Regions from separate parts of the Ovis aries genome. Here region 1 is linked to region 2. A link is a contact called in public Hi-C data. All regions are on one chromosome and are shown on one strand. Each heading gives the region's core, a stretch centred on a gene start, on an enhancer-like site or on the middle of the called end of the contact. The rest is flanking DNA. Distances are from core to core; before and after follow the strand shown. Region 1 holds the start of TCTN1 (tectonic family member 1). Region 2 holds the start of ARPC3 (actin related protein 2/3 complex subunit 3).

The links. Hi-C and Micro-C count contacts between places; a contact is called where the count stands out from the background.
Region 1: a Hi-C map of liver shows a contact between it and region 2, with 2.8 times the contacts expected there. The contact joins the promoter of TCTN1 here to the promoter of ARPC3 in region 2. A contact is called at or near these places in 4 of 16 Hi-C or Micro-C datasets (blood and liver).

What each region holds. Positions count from the first base shown.
Region 1 is chr17:54,505,593-54,510,324 of ARS-UI_Ramb_v3.0, forward strand. It overlaps TCTN1 (tectonic family member 1), which reads left to right and starts at 1,658. Exons shown (of 15, transcript XR_001435939.4): 1 at 1,658-1,927.
Region 2 is chr17:54,363,892-54,368,678 of ARS-UI_Ramb_v3.0, forward strand. It overlaps ARPC3 (actin related protein 2/3 complex subunit 3), which reads right to left and starts at 3,231. Exons shown (of 8, transcript XM_042234601.1): 1 at 3,134-3,231; 2 at 1,296-1,347; 3 at 437-536. The coding sequence starts at 1,313. It overlaps GPN3 (GPN-loop GTPase 3), which reads right to left. Exons shown (of 8, transcript XM_042234600.2): 8 at 3,224-3,860. The coding sequence ends at 3,834.

The DNA.
Region 1 (4,732 bases), core at 408-2,907, 140 kb after region 2:
GAGTCTTCTCCAACATCACAGTTCAAAGGCATCAATTCAGAATTTCAGGTAGTTGTTAAAGCAATACTCAGTAGGAAAGAATTGGAAATATCTGTATTACACATTTGATCCAGTTATATTTTAGATACTTTCTCTGCAATGTCATTGGAAGGTACTAAAGATGTCATTTTGATGATTTAGCTTTGCTATTAATATATAAATTTAATAATCTAGGTATATATATATATATTGTTTTACATTCTTCTGAATTGAAAAATGTGTTTCTTGAGTAATTACCATGATATGTTTAAGTATTTTCACATTCACTTCTGAATTGTAAGGAGATAAAGTATCAAAGGTGGAATAACCAACATCCCTGGTCTGGAATACTTCTATAAATACAGCAGTTTATAACTGAGGGGCTTCCCTGAGTCTTGTGGTCTTCAAGTCCTTTTGTACAGATAAAGTAGATTTGCTTTGTTTTTTTTTTTTTAAAGGCCTATAAATCATTCTATTTAATTTTTGTCATTTTTTTGACTGTAAAAAAGTTATTAAGTGTTCATCTGTTTCTCTTATCACAATCACAACACAGCAACCAGAAGTTATCTGGTGACCTCCTGGTACACAACCCTTAGAGGTAGATATCATTCCTGACATAAAACTGTAGCTCAGAGATCCTAGTTCAGTTCAGTTGAGTTCAGTCCCTCAGTTGTGTCTGACTCTTTGTGACCCCATGAATCGCAGCACGCCAGGCCTCCCTGTTCATCACCAACTCCCGGAGTTCACTCAGACTCATGTCCATTGAGTCCGTGATGTCATCCAGCCATCTCTCCTTCCAGTCTCCTTCCAGTCCCCTTCTCCTCCTGCCCCCAATCCCTCCCAACATCACAGTTTTTTCCAATGAGTCAACTCTTCGCATGAGGTGGCCAAAGTACTGGAGTTTCAGCTTTAGCATCATTCCTTCCAAAGAAATCCCAGGGTTGATCTCCTTCAGAATGGACTGGTTGGATCTCCTTGCAGTCCAAGGGACGCGCAAGAGTCTTCTCCAACACCACAGTTCAGAAGCATCAATTCTTCGGCGCTCAGCCTTCTTCACAGTCCAACTCTCACATCCATACATGACTACAGGAAAAACCATAGCCTTGAGGGAACTAAAACCACATCGGTAAAGCAAGTGTAGACACATATGAGATAGAGAAAAATTCAAGGCTAGTGATATGATCTCTGCTTCAAAAAACCCTATTTAGTAGCTTTAGGAGAGTGGGTCCCAAGATTTCTCTCCCTCCACTGATTGTGTTAGTTGTGTGTTAGATGTGTGTTGTCCCAAATGTACTGGTTTTGTATTTGTTAAAAATATTGCTCCCTGAACCCTGCCCTTGGACTGAATCAGAATCCCCTGAGACGGAACCTGGAAATCTACATTTTTAAAACAAGCACTGCAGTCTTCTTGGAAACCACGTGGGGAATTCACAAGCAGGACAGGTCCCCGCCCCTCGTCCCCTCCTCTTTTGGCCCGCCTCGCCCAGGCCCCGCCCGCCTCGCCCAGGCCCCGCCCGCCTCGCCCAGGCCCCGCCCTCTGTCCCTACGTCTCTCCAGGCCTAGGGTGACCCTTCCCGTGATGCCCCGCGCCCAGCCGCCGCGGTTGCTAGGTAACGCGCGGTCTCGCGGTCTCCCAGCCACCCAGCCACTGGCCGCTCAGCTTGCGGCTGGGCAATGGGGCTGCGGGCCTTTCCGCGGCTCCTGCTCGTTCTCATAGAGTGCTGGGCCTCCGTGAGCGCCCAGGCCGGGACCATCCCGGCCGGGACCACCCCGGTGGTAGCGACGGAGGGCCTCAACTCCACCAAACCAGTCCCGACGACTCTCCGACCTGTTTTATCTTCTAAGTCCCCTGAGATCCCCAGGGCTTCCAGGCCCTTCTCCGGCCCCAGACCCGCCCCGATCACAGACGGTGGGTAACCAAGTACCAATTCCTGGGGATCTACAGTGGTTCAACCTGCGGGGGTTGGTAGCCCGGGTGAGGATGTAATAATAGCGATAGTTTACGTTTATTGACCACTTAAAGTGTGCAGTCATTGTTAAGTGTTTCATAGGTTATTAATTCTCTGAACAACCCTTAGAGGTAGATGTTATTATCACTGTCGTATAGATGAGAAAACCGAAGCTCAGAGAGCCAAGTGAGACAATATAAAAATCTTTAGAAGTACTTGCAGTGGTCCTGGACGACACTAATGCCAAAAGTGTTAATGAATGAATACTTGCAGCTTTTCAGTTGAAATTGAAAGTTTCTAGGAAATTGTGGGAATTAAGTGCATAGGATACGTTGAGCTTTTCAATTATGAAAAAGAGATGCAAAAAATCTAGTTTACAGAAAATGACTAGGTCAAGTCCTCCTGTGTTGAGTTGAATGTAGGGAGTTATGGGGTGAGGGGTTATGCCCACTTCTTAAGATTCATCTTTAAGGATAATTAGCATATTTCTCAGAAAATGATCTAATCCTTGAGTTACACAGCTAGTGACTTTTGTAATCTGATTTAACATGGGTGACTTCAGGGGATATCTGACTCCAAAATCGAGCTAACTTCTGTGAATATGCGTTTTTCTGGGGTGAAGGTTCATAGCAATGGTAGTTTGTCAAATGGGTTTATGATCTCAAAAAAAAAATCCCTTTTAAGTCCTCTGTAACCCCAATAGATATGCAGTGTTTTTTTTTTTAAATCCCTTCTTAAGAAAGATCTTTCTTAAATTGAATCAGGCTCAGTATTAGTAAATAAAAAAATCATTGGCTGACCTTCTGAACTCTAGAACTTAAGTTACTGAACCTTTATTTCTCCTTTATAAATTGTATAGTCTGTCAGAAAAAATACAGGAAACATATTTGCTATTTTAATATAAAAACTTTGTTTTATATTGAAATTGTTGAGTTAGCAGGGAAGTTAAGTGATAATTTGGGACAAAATATAGCAGAGTATTCAATATCTGAAACTCTCTTAAGATTTTTTGGGCTGAGTTGCCTTTTATCCATGTAAGTATTTCATTTGTTAATGCACTTTATCCCCCAAATGAAGCTATTCTTGAACCATCATTAATAGGTCATGTGTTCAGGGCTGTTTTTCCAGTATGAGAGGATGAATTTGCACTTTTCCTTTGTCTTTTTAAAGGGCCTCTAGTTAGATCTGTGCAAGTAATGGTGATAAATGACAGCTGACATTTATTAACTACTTCCTATGTAGCAAGCTCTGTGCTAAGGATTTCATCTGTGATGTGTCTCATCTAATCCTCCTAACAGTCTTATGATGTTAGGTTGTCACCATTTTCTTTAACTTTTTCTTTTATAACTTTTTAATGTTTAACTTAAAAAAAATTTTTTTAACATTTTCTTTAACTTTTTTTTTGGCTGCACTGCACAGCATGTAGGAGCTTAGAACCCATGCCTCCTGCATTGGAAGGTAGAGTCTTAACCACTGGACTACCAGGGAAGTCCCTGGGTTATTGCCATTTTTTAGGTTTATGAATTACTTGCCTCATTTTAGGTCACAACCTAGGTACAGGTTGTAGCAGGAGACTGAGTGGAGAACTGGACCACCCTTTGCAGAATGGGTTACAGGTGCAAGAGAAGGATGATAACTTTCATCTGGAATCTGAGCTCTGTTCATTAGTACCCTGTAGCTGTGAAGAGGCTTGGAAGAGCAGCTGAGTGCTACTCAGACCCTACAAGTACTCAGCAGATACTTGTTGGCTGATTAAGTACGCTCACCCTTTTTTCTTTCCTAAGTAGAGTTATTAAACACTATTGCTTTGTCCCTAGTAGTCTTACAGCTACTAGGGACCTATACGGGTTTTAGGTTTTGTAAAATAAATCAAAATTAATTTCAAACACATAAGGCAGGGTGTCTCAATACTTTATTTTTTATTCAACACTTTAGTGTACATGAGAGGTGTTATAGTTTTCTAAGGACATAAGGGAGTCCTTGGCTAGAGAGAAACATGTAAACTCTAGGGTGGAAACTTTTGTGTCTCTAAGAATGGATTGTGTATTTACCGACAAAAATTTCCTCTTCTCCTGACATTCATCTTCCCAGAGTTTATTATTGTACCTTTTTTGAGGTATATATTTTCTAAAGTTTTTTTTTTTTTTTGGCCATACCTCACAGACTGTGGAGTCTGGAGTTCCCTGACCTGGGATTGAACCGCCTTGGTAGTGAGCACCGAGTCTTTTTTTTGAGGTATATATTTTCTAAAGTTTTTTTTCTTTTTTTGGCCATACCTCACAGACTGTGGAGTCTGGAGTTCCCTGACCTGGGATTGAACCGCCTTGGTAGTGAGCACAGAGTCCTAATCACTGAACTGCCAGGGAATTCCTTCTAAAGCTTATTTTTATTATAAAATAATTCATAAATGCTAATAAGAATGTTGTATGGATTGTCTACCAGCATTTGCTTGAGATCCTTTTTTAAAATTTATTTTTTGCATGAAATCCTTTTTCAAAAAAAAGAAACAACGTTACAGGTAAGGTTGAAGCACCGATCTTACTCCCTCCTTCCAGCAATAATTAAACTACCATGAGTTCAGTGTTTATCATTCTCATGCTCTGCTATTTAAGTTTCCCCTCACCTCCACACCTCCCCGTTTACAGCCTGAAACAGGGAATTAAAAATCCAGATGGTCATCATTATTAAAAATTAAAACTTGCTAAGTAGGGCTTCTACCTCTTCCCATGTTTTTACTGTCTGAATTACCAAAGATATTTCTAGAA
Region 2 (4,787 bases), core at 1,981-4,480:
TATACAGGACACTTAAGACTGAGGTATTGGTAAAAACTGGGGTCCTGAAGAATGGACAAAGGAAGCAGATTTAGATAAAGAAAGAGGTTAAAATACGCTTTGTTTTTTCCAGCTTGATGACACAGAAAGGATGGGGACACGATGTTTTATAGAGGCAGCAGCATTAGATTAGTAAGAACTGACAGTGATGATAGGAAGAGTGTTGAGAATTAAGCACATTTCCTCTTCTCTCTCAACAAAATATCCCAGAGAAACTAGCAGCAATAATACAGTTTCCTATTAAATGCAACATCTACCCAAGATCTGAGAAGGTGGAAAGCACAATATCCATCAAGCAAATAGAAAATACAAGAGCAATCTGAGATTTCCCTGATGTGCTAACATCAGAGGGTTTCATACCAAAATGTGAAAATAATGGAAAGGGGTTTTGACTTACTTTCTCTAGGGGCAGGTCCTTTGAACTGACTTCTGATAGGCAATAGTGCCATGTTTCCAATGAGTTTGGTGTCAGGGTCCATGAGGGAAGAGTGGTAAGCCTGTAAGGACAAGCCAGGTAAGAACACAGAAGCAGAAAGAGAGCAAATGTCACTGGGGCAAACAAGTACACTTCCCCAAGGAAAAAAATAATTCATCCAAGATAAACTGGCTCATGAAAACTATCAAAGTTTCAGGAATTCTGAGAAAATTTGAGGCAAGCTAATTGTTGAACACAGCCATTATTAAAAATAAAGTTATAGAAATTTTCAATTAAATAAATTATATTAAAAACAAAGGTAATAAATATTTGACACTTTCATTATTTCCTATTTTAAAATTATTTTACCAATGTCTGTGATCTTAAGGTTAGTTATGCCTTTTGCACCTACGGTGGAAACACTGTATGATAAGGTGCTACTGTGCTTTCCTTCCAATTTCACATCTGGTGACAGAACATTGGTAACTGGTGAGGTATTCACACTATAGAAATAGGCAAACACTATATAAATCAGAGGTACCCAGCAACCCAGCTGGTGTTAAAACCACAATCAAAGAACTGGCTCTTCAGCTCTGCCACTTTCTGGCTTTATGCCTTAAGACATCACTTTTCTTCTCTTAGCCTATTTCTACATTTGTAAAATAAAAACATATATACTTGTTTTAAGTGGGTGGATGTGAGTTAGCGGAGAGAGGAAAAAAATCACATTTATGAGAACAATTTATAGGCCAATTTCTAGTTCGGCATTTTACAAGATGTCTGGCTTTTTGTAAGACAACATGGGCCCCAGTCATTTATTCATCAAAAGATTACTAAGTACCTTCTGTGTGCAAGGCATGTGGAGATATTGGCATGCAAGACCAGCCCTGGCTCTGTCAGGTGAATAGAGGAGACAGAAAATAAGTAAGTCATCACAGGGGAGGTCAAGGGTGCTCTTTGTGCACCTGGAATGATGAGTACAAGGCATTAGGGTTCTGGCTTAAAATCTGGCTTTATCAAGATTTACTAGCGTGCTTATGTATTTAAGGGCTTCCCTGGTGGATCAAATGGTAAAGAATCTGCCTGCAATGCAGGAGACCTGGGTTCAGTCCCTGGGTTGGGAAGATCCTCTGGAGGAGGAAATGGCAACCCATTCCAGTATTCTTGCCTAGAGGAGGAGCCCAGGATTCTTGCCTAGGACAGAGGAGCCTAGTAGGACCCATGGGATCCCAAAGAGTCAGACTCAATCGAGTGACTAACTTTAACTTATGCGAAAATGGATTTAAAATGGATAACCAACAACGACCTACTGTACAGCACATGGAACTCTGCCCATTGTAATGTGGCAGCCTGGATGGGAGGGGAGTGTGGGGAAGAACAGATACATGTATATATATGGCTGAGTCCCTTTGCTGTTAACCTTAAACTATCACAACATTGTTAAATCTACTACACCCCAATACAAACACACAACACACACACACATACTGGTGTGTTACACACTAGTGTGCAACTTTGGGCAAGTTACTTAACTTCTCTGAGCCTCAACTTTCTCCTCTGCAAAATGAAAAACCACTAACATATCCACTTCATAATCACTCTGAGGATTAATTAGGGAATAATTTATACAAACTGTGTAGCTCAGAGTTGGCCTGACATGCATCAGGAGTCAAATGGTAGCTATGGGATTCACCAAACCTTAACTATGGTTTACTCCTTTTTATTACCGATGTGCTTCACCTAACGCAGCCCCTTGTCTCACCTGCACTAGCTATGCTGTCTTATTACCTTCATGGCATTTGCCACTATCTTAAACAATCCCCCCATTTTATTCACATTCACAGATTATGTCTCCTCATTAGAATGTAGACTCCTTAAGAATAGGGACTTGTTGGCCTTATTCACCGCTGTAATAGTGCTTTGGCATGCAGCAGATGCTAAACATCACATGTTACTGAACATGCTTTTTCCTCATCTGCAAAATGGAGACCATGATGGTGATAAATCTACCCGTGACTGTCAGAAATTAAGAACAACCAAACCACCATCAATTTTAACTCCTACTCTGATGCACATTAAACAAACATGTGGAAACTAGGCGCGGACCTTGCACCTGCTCTGAGAGCCCTAAACCCAGCGGCTCAGGGGTGGCAGCCACTGCCGGGGCGACAGGGGAGGAGGAGTCAGGGAAGTGGGGTCGGACAGGCGACAGGCAGCATAAGGGACCCGCCTCCAGAGGCAAAGGAGGAAGTGGGCCTACAGGGAAAAAAAAAAGAAGCCGGGCCCTAGCTGTGATATGAGAAATTAAAAGGGCAGCCCTTGCCTTCACGGCTCTAGTGAGGCTTTGGGAACCCCGCTGGAATCGGGGGGACGGGCAGAGGCGCAAAAAGCGATAAAAAGGATCAAGCTTGGAGAGGAGGGGGCAGACCTGTGGCAGTCTCCTCAGCACGCCCCGGGTCTCTGGCCCACTCTGCCATGCCCTGTTCCTCCACGGCCGGCCGACATCCCCGGGCCGCCCTAATCCCACAGAGGCCGGTCCCTCTCCTCTGGCCTTTCCCCTTCTCAGGCCCCTGCTTTCTCTCTGCCCTCCTCGGCCTACTTTTCTCACCGCACGCAAGACTTCTCGCGACTCTCTCAAATCCCCGCCGTCTCCCGACACCCCCACTTTGGCCCACTTACCGGCATTTTGGAGGCGCCCCGGTTTCAAACCCAACGAAGAGAATCTGGGTAGAGATCGGCGGTTCCGGTCTGGCAGCCCGGGCGGGGTAGGCGGAAGTGAGCCGGAAGGGGAGGGCGAGGGCAGGACGCCGCGCTTCCGGCCTCGCAGTATGTGGCTAGCCGCTGCAGCTGCGCGGATCCGACAGGGCACCAGGGGGCGCTCGAACCCTAGGCAGGGGCTCTGAGTATCGCGCCTGCGTGAAGTGTGGGCGAGAATGAGGTGGATTTCGGGGTTACAGAATCCTAGATATATCACCTCTTTCGTTTTTTCTCCAAGACCACCTTTTCAGTAGCATTCCCTGGGTCATCCTAAATTCAGTCCCACTTCACTGCCCTTTCCCTCAGTTCTTATGATTCATGTTTTACTTTTGGGTTTTGTCTCTGTCCATTCGTATGAACGTCAAAAATGCAAGGACTGTCTGTTTTGTTCACTGCTTATATCCCTACACCTGTAACAGGACGGTACAAGGTAAGCATCAATAACATGTGTTGAGTAAGAGAAGGAACTCAGTCCACTGATTTTAAAAAGGAAAAAATGATCACAGAAGGGATTTGTGTACTACTCTTGTGTGATTACGTACTGCGATTCTTTGTGTAATGGTTGAGAAAAAATTGGTTTGAATCCAGCTCCAACATTTATTGGCTGTGTCACCTTGGCAAGTTAACCTCCATACCTCAGTTTCCTCATCTGAAAATGGAGATAACAGTGATTACCTGAGTTTTGTGAGGAAATGAATTGCATGGAATGTGCTTAGAACTTACATGCCTGGAACATACTAAAAGCTAAGGAATTCTTAATCTTTACCGGAAAGCACCTCAGGTTAAAAGCCAAGTTCACTGCTGCTTCTGGCCATTTCTTTTGCCAGTCCCACAGAAGGAATTACTTTGTCCCATGTTCCCACAATTGATTTCTCATTTATATTTCTGGCCAAATTTTACCTTTTAGGAGGAGACTTCCTTGGTGGTCTCAGATGGTAAAGATAGTCTTCCCTGATCGAGCTGATCTACTGGGCCCTTAAGACTAATTATACACAAGGAAACCTCTAATGAGGGTGACTGTGGGGCTACTTTGCTCCCATCAAAAAAGCCTCCTCTTGTGTGTTAGTCACTCAGTCGTGTCCAACTCTTTGTGACTCCATAGACTGTAGCCCACCAGGCTCTGCTGTCCATGGAATTCTCCAGGCCAAGAATACTGGAGTGGGTTGCCATGCCCTTCTCCAGGGGTTCTTCCCTGGAGAACCCTGAACCCAGATCTCCTGAATTGCAGGCAGATTCTTTACCATCTGAGCACACACCAAACTCTCCATAAGGCTAAATGAGGGAGGTATAGCTCAAGCAGGATGAGGAGGGCAAATGAAAAGGTGTCTTATTTTTCTGACTCTCTCACATGACAGTAACATTAGATCAGGGTGTTTTTGCCCTTTGCATACTCGAGGGCCACAGAAAAAAGAAAAAGCAAGAGATTTCCAAAAAAACATCTACTTCTGCTTTACTGACTACGCCAAAGCCTTTGACTGTGTGAATCACAACAAACTGTGGAAAATTCTTAAAGAGATGGGAACACCAGACCACCTGACCTGCCTCCTGAGAAATCTGTATGCAGATTAGCATAACT